5 separate regions of the Mus musculus genome follow, and regions 2, 3, 4 and 5 are each linked to region 1. Evidence: chromatin contacts called from public promoter capture Hi-C and targeted proximity ligation data. All regions are on one chromosome and are shown on one strand. The core of a region is the stretch at or near the end of the contact, and the rest is flanking DNA. Distances in the headings are between cores, read along the strand shown.

Evidence for each region. Promoter capture Hi-C pulls out the DNA fragments that hold promoters and counts their contacts.
Region 2: a promoter capture Hi-C map of pre-B cells shows a contact between it and region 1, with 4 times the contacts expected there. A contact is called at or near these places in 3 of 39 promoter capture datasets (the C10 cell line, hippocampal neurons and pre-B cells) and 2 of 130 datasets of targeted methods (astrocytes and large pre-B cells).
Region 3: a promoter capture Hi-C map of pre-B cells shows a contact between it and region 1, with 4 times the contacts expected there. A contact is called at or near these places in 4 of 39 promoter capture datasets (the C10 cell line, cranial neural crest, hippocampal neurons and 1 more) and 2 of 130 datasets of targeted methods (astrocytes and extraembryonic endoderm stem cells).
Region 4: a contact with region 1 is called in a promoter capture Hi-C map of pre-B cells, with 4 times the contacts expected there. A contact is called at or near these places in 4 of 39 promoter capture datasets (the C10 cell line, cranial neural crest, hippocampal neurons and 1 more) and 3 of 130 datasets of targeted methods (astrocytes, epiblast stem cells and pancreatic cancer cells).
Region 5: a targeted proximity ligation map of astrocytes shows a contact between it and region 1, with 2.2 times the contacts expected there. A contact is called at or near these places in 5 of 39 promoter capture datasets (the C10 cell line, cranial neural crest, hippocampal neurons and 2 more) and 4 of 130 datasets of targeted methods (astrocytes, embryonic limb bud, large pre-B cells and 1 more).

The regions. Positions count from the first base shown.
Region 1 is chr19:10,181,581-10,184,509 of GRCm38.p6, forward strand. It overlaps Fads1 (fatty acid desaturase 1), which reads left to right and starts at 1,308. Exons shown (of 12, transcript NM_146094.2): 1 at 1,308-1,684. The coding sequence starts at 1,472.
Region 2 is chr19:9,134,108-9,136,951 of GRCm38.p6, forward strand. It overlaps Asrgl1 (asparaginase like 1), which reads right to left and starts at 1,459. Exons shown (of 7, transcript NM_025610.3): 1 at 1,408-1,459; 2 at 680-880. The coding sequence starts at 1,447.
Region 3 is chr19:8,755,518-8,758,369 of GRCm38.p6, forward strand. Nxf1 (nuclear RNA export factor 1) reads left to right here and starts at 1,586. Exons shown (of 21, transcript NM_016813.2): 1 at 1,586-1,742. The coding sequence starts at 1,715. 1700023D09Rik (RIKEN cDNA 1700023D09 gene) reads right to left here and starts at 1,452. Exons shown (of 2, transcript NR_132423.1): 1 at 1,268-1,452. It overlaps Stx5a (syntaxin 5A), which reads left to right. Exons shown (of 10, transcript NM_019829.4): 10 at 1-125.
Region 4 is chr19:8,801,188-8,804,114 of GRCm38.p6, forward strand. It overlaps Zbtb3 (zinc finger and BTB domain containing 3), which reads left to right and starts at 1,361. Exons shown (of 2, transcript NM_001098237.2): 1 at 1,361-1,498; 2 at 1,787-2,927. The coding sequence starts at 1,838.
Region 5 is chr19:8,887,355-8,890,388 of GRCm38.p6, forward strand. 1810009A15Rik (RIKEN cDNA 1810009A15 gene) reads left to right here and starts at 1,529. Exons shown (of 4, transcript NM_025463.3): 1 at 1,529-1,610; 2 at 1,770-1,894; 3 at 2,649-2,746. The coding sequence starts at 1,572. It overlaps Lbhd1 (LBH domain containing 1), which reads left to right. Exons shown (of 6, transcript NM_001286103.1): 4 at 1,770-1,894; 5 at 2,649-2,746. It overlaps 5730408K05Rik (RIKEN cDNA 5730408K05 gene), which reads right to left and starts at 1,416. Exons shown (of 1, transcript NR_027866.1): 1 at 1,033-1,416. Snora57 (small nucleolar RNA, H/ACA box 57) reads right to left here and starts at 1,331; the gene lies at 1,182-1,331. It also overlaps Mir5136.

The DNA of each region.
Region 1 (2,929 bases), core at 58-2,557:
GAAACACAGTGGTGCTTGCCTATGATTACAGCACTTGGGAGGCCAAAGCAGGGCGATCATTGCAACTTCGAAGCTAATCTGTTCATCACAGTGAGTTCCAGATCAGCCAGGGCTACTGCTTCCAGGGACAAAAATAACAACAAAACACAATACGAAACTAAGATCACTAGAAATAGAAAATGCTAAAGCTAATTGCAAATGTTAAACTACATACAAAGAAGGCAAGGCTGGCCTTTCTTCGTTTTATTTTTGTTTTAAAATCGTTTTTAAAATTGCATTTATTTATTTATTTACGTGTGTGTGTGTGTGTGTGTGCTGCCATGAATTGCAGGCAATGTAGGCTAGAAGAAAAACTTGTGGAAGTCAGTACTCTCCTTCCATCTTGTGGGTCCCAGGGATCCATTTCAGGTCACTGGGTTTTGCATCAGGCAACTGTTCCTCCTGAACCATAGAGCTATCATTAGTATTGTTATCATCATCATCATCACCACCACCATCATCATCATCATCACATTTTAGTTAGTGCATGTGTGTGTGTGCATGCGTGCATGTGTTAATTGTGTGTGTGTGTTCCTAAGTACTATATTCTTGTAAGTCAAAAGTGACGGCCAATCATAGCAGACAAGACTTCTGTTAGCGTTGGGCTATCACGTGAGCAAAAGCCTGGAACTGTAGCCAATCAGTCTCTTTCTTTATGTTAGTCCTCTTTCTTTCCACACATGCTAACTGCCCACCTTGCTAGGAAGGGGGATCTCTGAACGGCTACTGGGTCAGGATGCTGTTTTGTTTGCTAAAGCCACTGTGTTTAATTTGTCACGTGTTTCCTAGGGGCAGGAAATTGACAGAACGTTTGCCTTAGCACAATCTGCTGTATGAAACAGAACGTGGAAAGCAGTGCCTGTAAACCCAGAACTCAGGAGAGTCAGAGGTTCAAGGTCATTCTCAGCTACACAGTGAGTCTGGGGCCGGCCTGAGCAACATGAGAACTGTTTTCTTTTCTATATGTTCACACCAAGCTTCTATGCGCCCTTGGGACCTCCGCCTTAGCTACATCAAGCTGTGACGCACTCAAAGGAACCGTTATCCTATCAATCCCTACCATGCTCAATAAAAAAATAAATAAATAAATTCCGAAGTGGAATAGCCTGGAGACCACTTTCAGGCCCCGCGAGGGGGCGCGTCTCTGCCGCTGGAAGTAGCCTGAGTCTCTCCGGGGAGTGGGGAGTCTGTCTTTGCTACCCGAGAGAGGCGGAGCTCGCGCCCCACGCCACTCGGCTCAGCCAATGGGAGCTCGCGCCGCGGGGCTCGGCGGTCCGCGCCAAGGGTGCTGAAAACCCTGCGCGCGAACGGCGGTCTCCGGGCGCGCGCTCGAGGCAGCCCGACGCTCCCCTAGTTCGCGAGCCTGGCGTGCGCTGCCCCGCGGCCCGGAGCGCGCACCTCTCAGACTCCAGCTTCCCCCGCCAAGCTTGCTATGGCTCCCGACCCGGTGCCGACCCCTGGCCCGGCCTCCGCCCAGCTCCGCCAAACGCGCTACTTTACTTGGGAGGAGGTGGCGCAGCGCTCCGGGCGGGAGAAGGAGCGATGGCTCGTGATCGACCGGAAGGTGTACAACATCAGCGACTTCAGCCGCCGCCACCCGGGGGGCTCCCGGGTCATCAGCCACTACGCGGGTCAGGATGCCACGGTGAGAGCGGACAATAGGCGCATCTGCACCTCGGGGAGGGACATTGGCGGGGAGAGAGGCCTTTGAACCCGGGATGCAAGCGCCTGAGAGACCGGAGCGGTAGACGGTGGCCGGAGACACGCACACTCAAACAAAGGGCTGGTTGCACATCCGTGCTTTGCCTCTGGAGTCTCAAGCATGGGTTGGATAGGAGGGAATGAGCTTTCCAGGCACCCGTTCAACGGTACTTGCAACCTCCGGTGGTGGGAGGAGGAGTCTGAGCAGAGAGTGGGAGTCGCGTCCTGTCTGCCAGGCTAGGAGGGTGAACACAGCCTTGTCTGACCTAGAGAACTGGCCCTAAGTTGGGATTCGGAGCGGAAAGGAAGTGGGAAAGGACTGCTTGCGCTAGGGATGACACTGAGGACCCGGTGCTTGGGCATCACCTGTACATTGTGAAGCCCGGAGGGTAGGGTAATGAACCTGAGCCGGTCCAAGACAGCTTGCAGTTGGAGTCGTAAAACTGTACTCGGATTCTTAGTGCGAGGTCACTTGGGCCAGGGAGGTCGACTATTGAGGGAATAGGGCTCCCGCGCGATTAGACACTTCGCGGGGTCGCGTCCCTTTTCCGTTGTAGCTTACTGAAGGAAGAGTCAGTACGAACCCCAGCTTCTGTCTAGTGGCCCTGTTTTCTCTTTTTAGACCATATCCTCCCTCAGAGGCGAGGGCCGGACTAGGAATGACTTAGGACAGAGCATTCTTTGACAGGATTGTCATCTGTTGGGTCTCTACATTTGGGTCCATCTCCCTTTTAACTACCTAATGCCATCCCTCCGACCTCTTACTCCTTGTCTGCCAGTCTAACGTGCTCCCGGGGTCCTCAGGGTTCCTATTAAGTTGCCCATGAAGTTAGAGGTGGAGGGCCTTAGCGACCAGGCTAGAAGGAGCCGGTTTCTAGAAGTAACCACCCAGAATCCAAACAGCAGTGCATTCCTATACCGGTTCATGAAAGGATGGAGCAGACCCGCTCCGTCTAGGCTTCCCATTCTGTGTGGCTTGGGGGCCTAGGATTTCATGGCAAGGACAGCGATTGGTCTGGATGTGTGGTGCCACTGACCACGGACTCCACCTCCGCTTACAGCTTTTTTTCCCTAAGGCCCTCCCACCCACCTTGTATAACCCATATTAACTATTCCGGAGCGGGAATGGTCAGAATGTTGAGGGAAATAGGGAACCCTGCCCAAAGGAGGAAGAAATGTGAAGAGTTCC
Region 2 (2,844 bases), core at 209-2,708, 1.0 Mb before region 1:
ATAGTTTTTGGATTGCTTCATTGTGGGGGCCCCTTTTTCTTTTCTAGAAGATGAGAGGGGCTGTAAATCTCAAATTCCCACTTAGGGCTTGGTCTGTAAAATGATCAGTCTCCACCTAGAGACCTATCCAGAGTCAATTTTCTAGTCAGAAGATGATTAGTGACTTTACTGTTTAGCAGGGACCGGATATTATAATAAAAGATTCTCCCAGCATCTGTTTCAAGATTTTTGAGCTTAATTTGGGGGAGGCAGAGAAAACACACAGATGCAGAGGGGTAGAGGGAGGGAATGTACACACAGGTCTCAAAGCCGAAATGGCTACATTTTATGGTATGTAGAGTCTACCTCAAGACCCACAAATACCAAAAGTCTACACCTGTAAAGCCAGCACTTGGAAGGCTGAGGCTTGAAGATGGTTTCAGGCTATGGAGGGCTCTCCAACAAGATGCCTGGCTTTTAGTATTGAATTCTTAGGGGGCAGGCTATATAAAAGGCGAATTAACAGACTTAAAAAAAATTCTCAAAACAAGTTGCTTAGTGCAAAATGAGGAAATTCAGCACTGCATCTTGCTCTAGAGTATTATTTGACCACAAAGCCAGTCAGACTGAAGGATACCGCGTCGGTGTGGACAGGAACTTGCTCCGATTTGGCATTATTCACCTGGCAAGCATAATTTACCTGCGTTGAACTCTGGGTCGTTTTCCAGGACAGTCACGGCTCCTTCCACAGCATCTACCGCGCTCCCTCCCGCCTTGAGGATTTTGTAGCCCTCGGTTGCCGCTCTGGCGATGCCCTCGCGCACCAGCTCTTTCCGGTTGGCTGAGATGTTGCTTGCTCCGCCACCATGGACTACCACCACGAGACTCACATCGATGGAGGCTAGGCATCAGGAAGAGGCGAGTGTCATTTTGTACCGGTCCAAGGGAACCAACTCAAGTGAGCAGCAGCGTCAAAGTTGTTTCCGTTCAGTGTCGTCCGTCCCCCCCCCCCCCCCCCCCCCGCTCAGTGAGAGTTTTGTTACAAAACCCCAAAGCGACCCAAGCCTCCCAGCATTCCTCCCCATGCTCTCCCACTCCGACCTGGCAGGGGCATCTGTGGCTCAGAAAGCCTGGTGTCAAGACTCCGAGCCTGCGCTTGTGCCACAGCGCTACCCCTCAGCCTCAGTTTCCCCAGAGAACACCAGCCTCTATTTCGGCGCCAGTACTGAGGTCGCATGTATCAGAGCTCCAGCCCTCCTCCCAGGAATCTCTCTGTGCCTCAGTTTCCCGGGGTCCGTGCTCTCTGTTCCAGTTCACTCCACCTAGGGTCCGGGGTACCCTGAGGACTGGACTTCCCCACGTCCTTCGGACCTGAGCTCCTCGTCTCTGGTAAATCCTACATTTTTGTTCTTGTTTCTTTTCCCATACCTCGGACTGGCGGCGCCACGGTGCCGCGGGCGCACGCCATGATGTCAAACTGGCCAAGCCACCAGGCAGCAAACCGCTCCGCCTGCAACCGCTCTGCAGGCAACGGTTCCGCGCTTGCGCACGAGGGTGGGGGCCCGGGGCGCTGCTGAGTTACCGTAAAGCCCCGGGGTCCCTAGCGCTGCGCACCAGCCTTCCGGGACTCCAGATCTAGAATAACATTGCTTTTCTACTTCCCTAGTAGCACGCGGGACCCTTTGTCTCCTTTGCCTTGAAATTATCGCATGCTCTTAAGTCTTGCTAGTTAGAATGCTACATTAAAACCTTTTCCCTTTAAGTTCCCCATCTTAATCTTTCGGAAGAGAAGAAAATAAAGTATACCTCTGCCTCTAATTTGACAGATTCTGTTCATTAGACACTCTGAGAGCCCAGAAATCCCAGCTCCTCTCCTCCTCTAAGTCTAGGGATGCCAGCTCTAAATCCTTTCATCTCTCAGTGCCCTCTTTTTGTTGACATTTCTTCTTTCCTTGCTTCCAGCAGTTGTGGCGGCAGGGGTAGAAGACCAAACACTTCGTATTCACCAAAGGGATCCTAGAGTCTAGTTTTGTTCTGATAGTCAAAGAGGGAGAACAGATGCCAGTGACATCTACAGGTTTCTGTAGCAGTGACACCTAGGAAGAATGCCCTGCTTTATTATGTAAAGCAATTTTACTTGAATTATGAGTTTGTTTTTTTCTCACAACCTTTGTTTTCTAATTTTAAATTTACTGAAGCAATATTTTATTTTCGTTATCAATCGCTTTGTACTGTTTATTGGCTAGATGAGTTGGTGTCAAAGATAGACTTTCATTTTGCAAGTCCTTCTCTCTTTAAGGTGGGGCAACCCAGGCTCATATGTTAATGAAAAGGGCTGACCTTGTGTAAGACTTCCCAACCATTACTTCTGTAGACCTCAATAAACCTCAATAAAGATGGCTTCAAATGGTCAGGACCCGGTGGGTAAGTGCCAATTTTCCTAATATTTTTTCTTGTTTCCATCTTACCACCAACTAGAGAAAAGTTGTATCTGATTCCCCTAACCATCACAAAGGGCCATCTTTTCTAGTTAGTCTATCCCTAGCTTCCCTAGGCCAAGAGCATCCAAACAGGACACAGCCTGTTTCCCCATAGAGCCCTTTCCTACCCGTTTGCCTGCTTCTGAGTCTCTACCAAAACCAGTGGCTGGTTGGTTCCTTTGCATTAGCAAGGTTTGAGTAGATTTGTCTTGTCCTCATTGGGGTGGGTTTCATTTATTGTGTTTATTTGCTACATAATTAGAGATTTCTGCTTGAAGAAAGATCATATGCAAAAGAGATGTTGGAGAAGGGACCAGCCTTTGATTCTGGAAACCAGAGCATCAGGTCTGGTATTACCCAGTCTTGGTTGCCTGTCCACCTCCTT
Region 3 (2,852 bases), core at 336-2,835, 1.4 Mb before region 1:
GAGGTGAGGGGGCTCTGAGCCCTACAGTTGCCTGCACAAACCTGACTTTGGCTACTGGTGACTCTCAATATGCCAAACATGCTGCAGCCTATTTCCTCCCAATTACAGCAAGACTGTCAGCCTCACTAGTGTTGATGTCATTTCTGGGGGGGGGGGGGGGACTTCAGCAAAAAGCTAACCACTGCCCAATACCAGAACCAAAAGGGTTAAGTCAGTGACTCTGATGGGCCCCTACTGATAGGCAGGGTAGCTCCGGAGCTCTGTACACACAACTCCCCCCTAGAAGCGAGTAGCCAAGTACAGCAGCACTTCATAAGAGTTTTCCTTTGGACTAAGTGGGTTCATAATTGGGCGGCAACTTCCAAGACAGTACCCATAAGTTTGAGCCTGTTTTGTATCTTCAAATCAAGTCATGCTCCATGCCTACCAGCACCCCATCTGCTTCCCCCTCCCACAGCAGCATCTGGATCCAAGGCTGCAATAGTCCTAGCCACACCAGAAAAGTTTCCTAGAGCTCTTGGGTTTGACATTAAAGTTTCAGTCAACACTTGGGAGTTGGAAGCAGGTGAATTTCTTGAGTTTGTGGCCAACTTGGTCTACAAAGCAAGTTTCACAGAAACCCTGTTTCAAGAAACAAAACCCAAAACTAGCAACTTTCCCTAGCTACCTACCTAGCTGACCTGGGTCTACCAATTAGGCTTCAGTATGACAGACTGAGTGAAGTGAAGATCAAGGCTTAAGGCTCACTAGATCCCTGATTTTGTTTTGAGATGGTCTATGTAGTGTTCCCTATCTCTGAACTGGACAAAGTATTGATAGTAAGACTAAAGCTTTTTTATTTTATTTTATTATTTTATTTTTTTTGGAGGAAGGGTCTCTACATAGCTCTGGCTGTTCTAGAAATTTCTATAGAGCCAAGACTGGCCTCAAACTCAAAGATCTGCCTGCCTCTGCCTTCCAAATGCTGGGTTTAAAGACCTGCTCCACTACACCCGACTTGACTTTTTTTTTCATTAGTCAATTTAAAAGACCTTTTTTCATTAGTCAATTTAAAAACCTACGAAGGACAGGATTTCGTTTAATTCACACTTGGGTTTCACACTGGGCATGATACTGTGCTGGAGGAAGAAAAGTTCGCATTAGTTAAGGTTCCTGCTCCAGTGGGGCTTACATTCCAATTTTCTATTTCGTCATAATTCGTCGTGGAGATGAGAAAAGCTAAGAGGGCATAGGCCAGCGGCTGGCAAGGAACTGAGCTGCGACTTACTCGCTGCCGGGATCCCACCGGCGGGGACTGTGGGCCGTTACTCCCGTTCAGAGGCCAGGTCTCCATTCTTGTGTGTAGCCCTCGACCCTGCTCCTCTTGAGTTCAGTGCTAACGCAGAGGGTTTAGCTCCGGGACCGGGCCAGCGAAGAAATAGGAAGGCGGGGCCGGCCGATAGGCCATCCGGCCGGAGCTCCGGCCGTGGGCGGGCCTCGGAGGGCCTGGCCACGCCCCCGAGCGGCCGCCCTGCTTCTGCGCAGGCTCAGAGAGCGCGTTCACGTCCCGCGGCACCGCCCACATCCTGGGGACGTCGGCGGCGCGCGACGTGCTTCGCCGGATAAATGCGGTGGCGCCGGTCGTAGGAGAGATTCTGTCCTGAGCGCTAAGGCTCCTTGGCGTTTGGTGGCGTCAGGTTCTGCGCCTGAGCCCGCCCCTGTACCTGCCTGTGCCATGGCGGACGAAGGGAAGTCATACAACGGTCAGTGCGGGGCCTCGGGCCGGGAGGCGACGCGGTGGGTTGGGGTGGGCGGCCCTGGCCTAGGCCTCAGCCCGGGGGCGGGAGGCCGCGAGGAGCCCTACGTCCGTAGGTAGCGGTGGCCGCGCGGGCAGGGGGCGCGGGGCGCCGCGGGACCCAGGGGCTCCAGAGTCGCCCGGATTCAGGCGTTGGAGAACCTGTGGCTCAGGGGTGGGGTGACAAGATTCCTTTCAACTTTGAGGGTGGTTGATGCCTGTCAGTTCAGTTTGGCGGCCCGACTCTTCCTTTAAATGTGAGTCAGTAGTCGCTTGGTCGTGGGCTACCCTGGTGCCCTATTTTTCTTTTTCTTTTTGTGATACGATCAGTCTGTTCTTGTAGCTTGCTGCTTATTGTTTATCAAATTTCTAGTCGGAACACCTATCCTGACATGTTAATTCATTGTGGTGGTTAGGACACTATGACAGCTGAGGTTTGAATCTGGAGTTGGCTGTACTAAACCCGAGTGAGTTAAACTTTCAGGCCTTGTTTTCCGCCTCTTTCATGTGGGTACCTGTCTCCCAAGTTTGTGTGCATGTGCGTGTGCGTTTGTGTGCGTATGAAATAATTTCTACCAAGTGCCTAGAACACAGTAACTGGAGTGGGAATTTTCTTCCGTGAACCGTAGTTTCACTGTCTCTTAATGTATTCCTTTTTACTAGGGTTGCTTGGAGAGGATCGTTGTTTAGAGGATGCTAGATATTAGGTGGATTTCTTTGAAAGTTATACCTTTTTTGTATTTGTGTAATACTGATGATTTATCCAGGCCTGAAAAATAGCTACCCAATGAACCTTTATTTTAATTCAAATATAATTACTTGGTCTCCTTTCTCTAGCCATTCCCATTGTCAACTCTCTCCCCAAATTCATCCAACATGCAGAGCCCATTTAGTGTTAATGTGTATATATTTGTTTCTAAAGCTTACCATTTGGGATTGGATAACCATTTAGGGAATTCATCCCTAGGGAAGGCTAATTCTCCCTTACAGGGTCAGCCCTAGTATCCCAGGCTGGCCTCAGTCAGTCTCCCTGTGTCAGCTTCCCAAGTTCGGTATTGCATAGACTTTTACTTTTTTT
Region 4 (2,927 bases), core at 111-2,610, 1.4 Mb before region 1:
CGGCTGGCCTTGAAGTTCCGATGCTCTGTCTTCTACCTCCTGAACATATTGTGGACATGCACAACCACATGTGTATTATGGGACCAAACAGGACTATCTTTGGAGGCAAACTACCATCCTCCTCAGAACTTTAGCTGGGTCTGCAGGCAGAAGACCACCTCAGCTGTGCTTGCTGACTGTTGACTTTCCCTTATAGGATGAGGGGCTGTGGAGGGTCATGAGACCCTCACTTGAGTATCCAGTCACTTCCCTCAACCAGTTCCCTAATTGCACATGACCCCAGGATCTCCAGGGCTGGGTGTGTGTGTAATATATATATTACATATATTACCTGATTGATATACATATATATATATATATATATATATATATATATATATATATATATATATATATATATATATATATATATATATACCCAGAATTCTATAGGTGGAGAATGACTTAGGGAGGGAGCTCCATCTATATGGCTACAGGAACATTATGCTGGGTAAACCCTTTAGCCAGGGACTTCTGAAGTGGCTCACCCACACTCCTGTAAGTAACCCCTCACCTAGGCTCTGTAAGAAAGGCCAATAAGTTCTCAGGGGCCCAAGGTACTAGTGGCATAGTACCTTGGTTTATCATTGGGACCTTACAGAAGAGTTTTTTGTTTTGTTTTGTTTTCTCTACTTATTGACTTTACATTCCGATCGCAGCCCCCCTCAGGGAAAAGATTTTAACAACACAGATATCCTTAGACTCTGTCCCATTTCTGTCCTTACTAGGGCTTGCCTAGAGAACAGTCCATCATCTTCATAGAGTTAGAGGTAGTTACTAACACCACTACTGAGCCTGAACTAGTGGCGCATCCTGTAATTTTCGAGGACCAGATCTGCAAGAGTGAACTGCACTTTTGGGAGGTGTGGCTTACTGCCCACTGTTTCGGCAGAGCTTGGTCTAGACGTGGGCCTACAGGTTATCACACCATTTTGTTATAGTTCTCCTTCTAGGTAGTCCGCAGCAGAAACAGGCTGTATACTCCCGAATACACTGCGTTACTGCCAACCTCGCCCCACCCAGGCGGGTAATTTCCCTATGGGAAACAGATGAATAAGTTCAGCCAATCCTGAGGTCTCTGAGGGAAGGCGGGATGAGGAAGAAAAGTTTAGGACAGGAGCAACAACCAATTGTGAGCCTCGACGCCTGAGCAATGGCAGGGATTGCCCATTTGGAGAAGCCGGTTATCGAGGGGCGGGGTAGCTCACAGTGAGCCAATCCACAACAAGAGAGGGCAAGCTTGAGCCAATTAAGATAGCGGAGGTGGGAAGAGGCGGAGCTCTCCTAGTAGCTGCTAGGTCGTGGGTGAGGGCTCAGCTTTCTCTGCTAGTTCCTACGTTGGGAGTCCTTAGCCTTGGAGTTCGAGAGGGAAAAGCGCAGGAAGTTCCGGGTCTGGGGCGTGAAGGCATCACCCGGGAAAGCTTGGGCGCAAAAGACAGTCCTAGTTGGAGGACTCATTGTAAGGCACCGGCTGAGAATCGAGGAAGCACAGGCTGCTTAGGGGGCGGGACTTCCGGGGGCAGGGCTTTTTTTCGAATAGGGGCGGGGACGATTCCTAAGGTTAGGCTCAGGGGGCGGAGCCAACAGGTCTTTGGGTGGGATAGTGGAAAAAGAAGGGCAGTTAACTGAAACATGGTTGGGGGTGGGGGACAGCATGTTGCCAGAGGCCTTGGGTGGTCAGCTCTATTTAAGGGCTGATGTGGAGGTTGCTATGGAAGTTACCTAATTTACTGTCCTTTCTTCCCAGGGAGTCAGTGGTAGGGAACTCTCTTGGGCACCCTTCCCTCCTTGGGGTGCTATGGAGTTCCCAGAACACAGTCAGCAGCTGCTTCAGAGCCTGCGGGAGCAACGGTCCCAGGGTTTCCTTTGTGACTGCACTGTGATGGTTGGTAGTACCCAGTTCTTGGCCCATCGGGCTGTGCTGGCCTCCTGCAGCCCATTCTTTCAGCTTTTCTACAAGGAGCGGGAATTGGACAAGAGGGACCTGGTGTGTATTCACAATGAGATTGTCACGGCCCCAGCCTTTGGGTTGCTTTTGGACTTTATGTATGCTGGCCAGCTGGCCCTTAGGGGAGATACTCCTCTAGAAGATGTGCTGGCAGCTGCCAGCTACTTGCACATGAATGACATTGTTAAGGTTTGTAAGCAACGATTGCAGGCCCGAGCTCTGGCAGAGGCAGACAGTACCAAGAAGGAAGAGGAAACCAATCCTGCTAGTCTGGAGTTTTTGTCAGGCAGTTCTCGAGGCCCACAGCCTTTACTGGCATCTGTTGAACCGTCAGCCCGCTGGAACAAAGAGGAATGGAAGGGTCCAGCCACTCCCTTACCCATTGCTCATCCTGCAGATGAGCCACCAGTATCTGGGGGGGCAGACACTACACAACCAAGCATGGAAGTTGACTCATCACATCTTCGGGCACCTCCTCCACCAGTGGCTGATGTCTCCGTCTCTCTTGCCAGCCCAAGTAGCTCTACAGAGACCATTCCTGTAAACTACTTCTCTTCTGGCCTTCCAGGAGTTTCGGTGGAGCCCTTGACTCCTCTTGATGTGGTTCCTGAGAGTCTGAGGGTGGTGGAACCAAGGGATACTGGAGGACCATTGCAAGGCTTCTATCCCCCAGCTCCAGCCCCACCCCCAGCGCCAGCCCCAGTTCTATCCCAGGCTCCAGCCCCAGTTGAAGCTGAACTGGTCCAGGTAAAAGTAGAAGCTATTGTGATCTCTGATGAGGAGGCTGACTTGTCAGAGGAACAGCCCCACAGATCTGAAGGGCTGTTCCCACCTGGAGGAGCAGTGTATGGGGGACAGCCCTCACAGGCAGAGGCTTTTGAGGAGCCAGGGGCAACAGGACTAGAGGAGGTGGGGCCAAGTGACCACTTCCTGCCTCCGG
Region 5 (3,034 bases), core at 279-2,778, 1.3 Mb before region 1:
CTCTGCAGTTCAGATTGAGCCCAGCCAGTAATGATGTCAGGTCTCCCCACCTGGTAACCCAGTATTACCCTCAGGCTCCAGGTTTATGAACCAGGACACAAATTGTGCAAACCAGGAAAACACTCTCAATTACTAGCTATTCATACAATGGCAAAATTCCAACTCTATGTTTGACCAACAAAAGCAGAATGGAAACTCTCAGAAATCTTTTGAGATTTAACTGAATGTCTTATAAGGCCTTAACTTTTATTCTTTGGTCTTTCGAGACAAGGTTTCTCTGTATCACCCTGGCTGTCCTGGAACTCACGCTGTAGACCAGGCCGGCCTTGAACTCAGAAATCTGCCTGTCACTGCCTGCCAAGTGCTGGGATTAAATGTGTGGGCCACCATTGCCCGGTTTAGGGCTTAATTTTTATACCCAGTCCAGCCATTGGATTTTTTTTTTCTTACTTCTAGTAGGGCAGCTGAAAAGGAGGGTCCTTGAATCCTCAGGCAAATCTCGCTTAGCAACAATTATCCCTGGAGAGCTGTGAGGAACCTAAGGATGCTAGGGCTCCCAGATTCTGCACTGGGAATGGCAATGGCCTCCTTGTATAAGGCTGTTTATGTAGGTCCCAGCACGGAGACAAGTCCACCCCGAGAACATCCACAGGGCATGCCTGTGGAGGATTGAGATCCTAGTTTTACTTCCAATATCTTAGTGAGAAAGCTGTGCCTACCGCCAGTTTAAATGCCAGGAAGCTTGAAGATAAGGGTGCATGCTACCCCAGGTTAGTTCTGCTGATTACACGTGCGCACCATTACGCTAGGCTTTTTACCATAACTACAGGTTTGATTCCCATGCCTTTAGGAGCGCACTTTCTATACTCATAAAGATTTACATCCTGGTTGAGATTTAGCTTATTAAGTCCCCCCACAAGATCGACCAGAGATCTTTAGTGAATAGTCACTATCACTCCCAACATGTGCTTTCGGTCCTAAAGATTTGCAAATTACGAGTCGCAGAAAAAAAAGGTAGCGAACACAGGGTCCTTAGGGTTCACAGACTTTATTGATTCAATAATAAACAGCAAAGAAAATGTTAACCATCACTCCGGGAGCGTCAATGTCGACCTAAAATAAAATAAAAAGCGTTGAGTAACCCAGAGGGGACTGCGGGACCTAGCTACATTTCTGCACGGTTAAGTGTTCCGGCGTCTGAGGATAGAACCCGCGAACGGGAAGCCGCAAGCACCGAAGACATAACGCCGAGAGGGCCAGAGCCCTTTCTTCTACCTCCGTACATTACGGGGAGCGGGACCGCACGCCCGGTCCCCGCCAAGAAAAGGAGGATCTACAAAGTCAGGCCCAGTTCCCAGTAGTTCCCTCGCATATAAAGACAAAATCAAGACTCACGTGAAAACCACCCTTGGAAAGGCCCCGCAACGCGCGGAACAACCTTATATACCCCTGGTGCCCGCCTCCAAGCTGCGATTGGTTCGGAGGCATCAGAGGGCGGGGTCTTTTGCGTGTGGCGGAACCTGTGAGCGGAGCGGAAGTGCGGCTTTTGGAATGAGCCGCGGAGTGTAGCCATGGCACCTCCGGGAGGAAAGATCAATCGTCCCCGGACGGTGACTGAACTGTGGGAGTGGGAACTGCGTCTTTGTTTCCCTTTGCTTCCCGGCATTTTCCTCTTTGGAAACAGGATTAGTTAGGGGCTGGGGTTGTTAGGTGCGGAGGATCCCGGGTGGGTGTGCAGAACCTTACATGCGCATCTTTTTCTTCCGCAGGAGCTGAAGAAGAAGTTGTTCAAGCGCCGCAGGGTATTAAGCAGGGATCGGCGACGGAAACGCCAGGTGGTCGGGGCTGTGATAGACGAAGGGCTGACTACGAAGCACCACCTCAAGAAGCGGGCGTACGTACAGTATTATCCTCCGGTTGGACATTCCTACCCACTTCCTACCAGGTTTCAGAGCATCCCAGAGGTCTCCAAATTTCTTGTTCTCTTTCACGTTTATGCAGCAACTAGTTGAGAGTTATGTTAGTTTCCAAACTACTAGCCTCTTATGGTATCATTGCTCACAGGATTCTGATGCTGTTGTTGATTGTTTTGTCTCGGGTTTTCAAGCAGGGTTTCTCTGTAGCTCTGGCTGTTCTGGAACTTTCTGTGTTGACCAGGCTGGCCTCTAACTAAGAGATCCACTTACCTCTGCCTCCCAAGTTCTGGGATTAAAGTCCTTCACCACCCCCACCACCCCCCAGCTGCTCACTGGATTTTTTTTTTTTTTTTTTTTTCAAGACAGGGTTTCTTTGTGTCGCCCTGGCTGTCCTGGAACTCACCCTGTAGACCAGGCTGGCCTCGAACTCAGAACTTACTGACTTAATACTATTGAGGTACATATTGAAGTCAAATTGTTAAAAAGTCTTAAGTGTTAAAGAGTTCCCTGAGGACACCAGAGCCCATTCAGTAATTTGAATGCAGAGACCTTATAAAACAAAAACTGGGCAATGATGCTCCCATTTAAATTCCAGTGCCAGGAGACTAAGACAGAAAGGTTGCCTGTTGGCTAGCCTGGTCTACAGAGTGAGACCTTTTCTTAGCTGGGGTCATTTTTGAGGCTCAGTTTGGTACAAATGAACCTGGATATTTTTTGTTTCCTGTCACTCAGGTCCAGTGCTCGTGCCAACATCACGCTGTCTGGGAAGAAGCGCAGGAAACTCTTGCAGCAGATCCGACTTGCCCAGAAAGAAAAAGCAGCCATGGAAGGTAAGTCTTGGGCACAGAGGCTACACAACAAGAAGTCTGGATTTTACCTGGGTTTTATCTTTTTTTTTTTTTTTTTTTTAGGATTTATTTATTTATTTATTTATTTACAGTGTGTGCACTGTAGCTGTCTTCAGACACTCCAGAAGAGGGCATCAGATTTTTGTTATGGATGGTTGTGAGCCAGCATATGGTTGTTGGGATTTGAACTCAGGACCTTTGGAAGAGCAGTCGGCGCTCTTAACCACTGAGCCATCTCACCAGCCCCTGGGTTTTATCTTTAATGCTTTC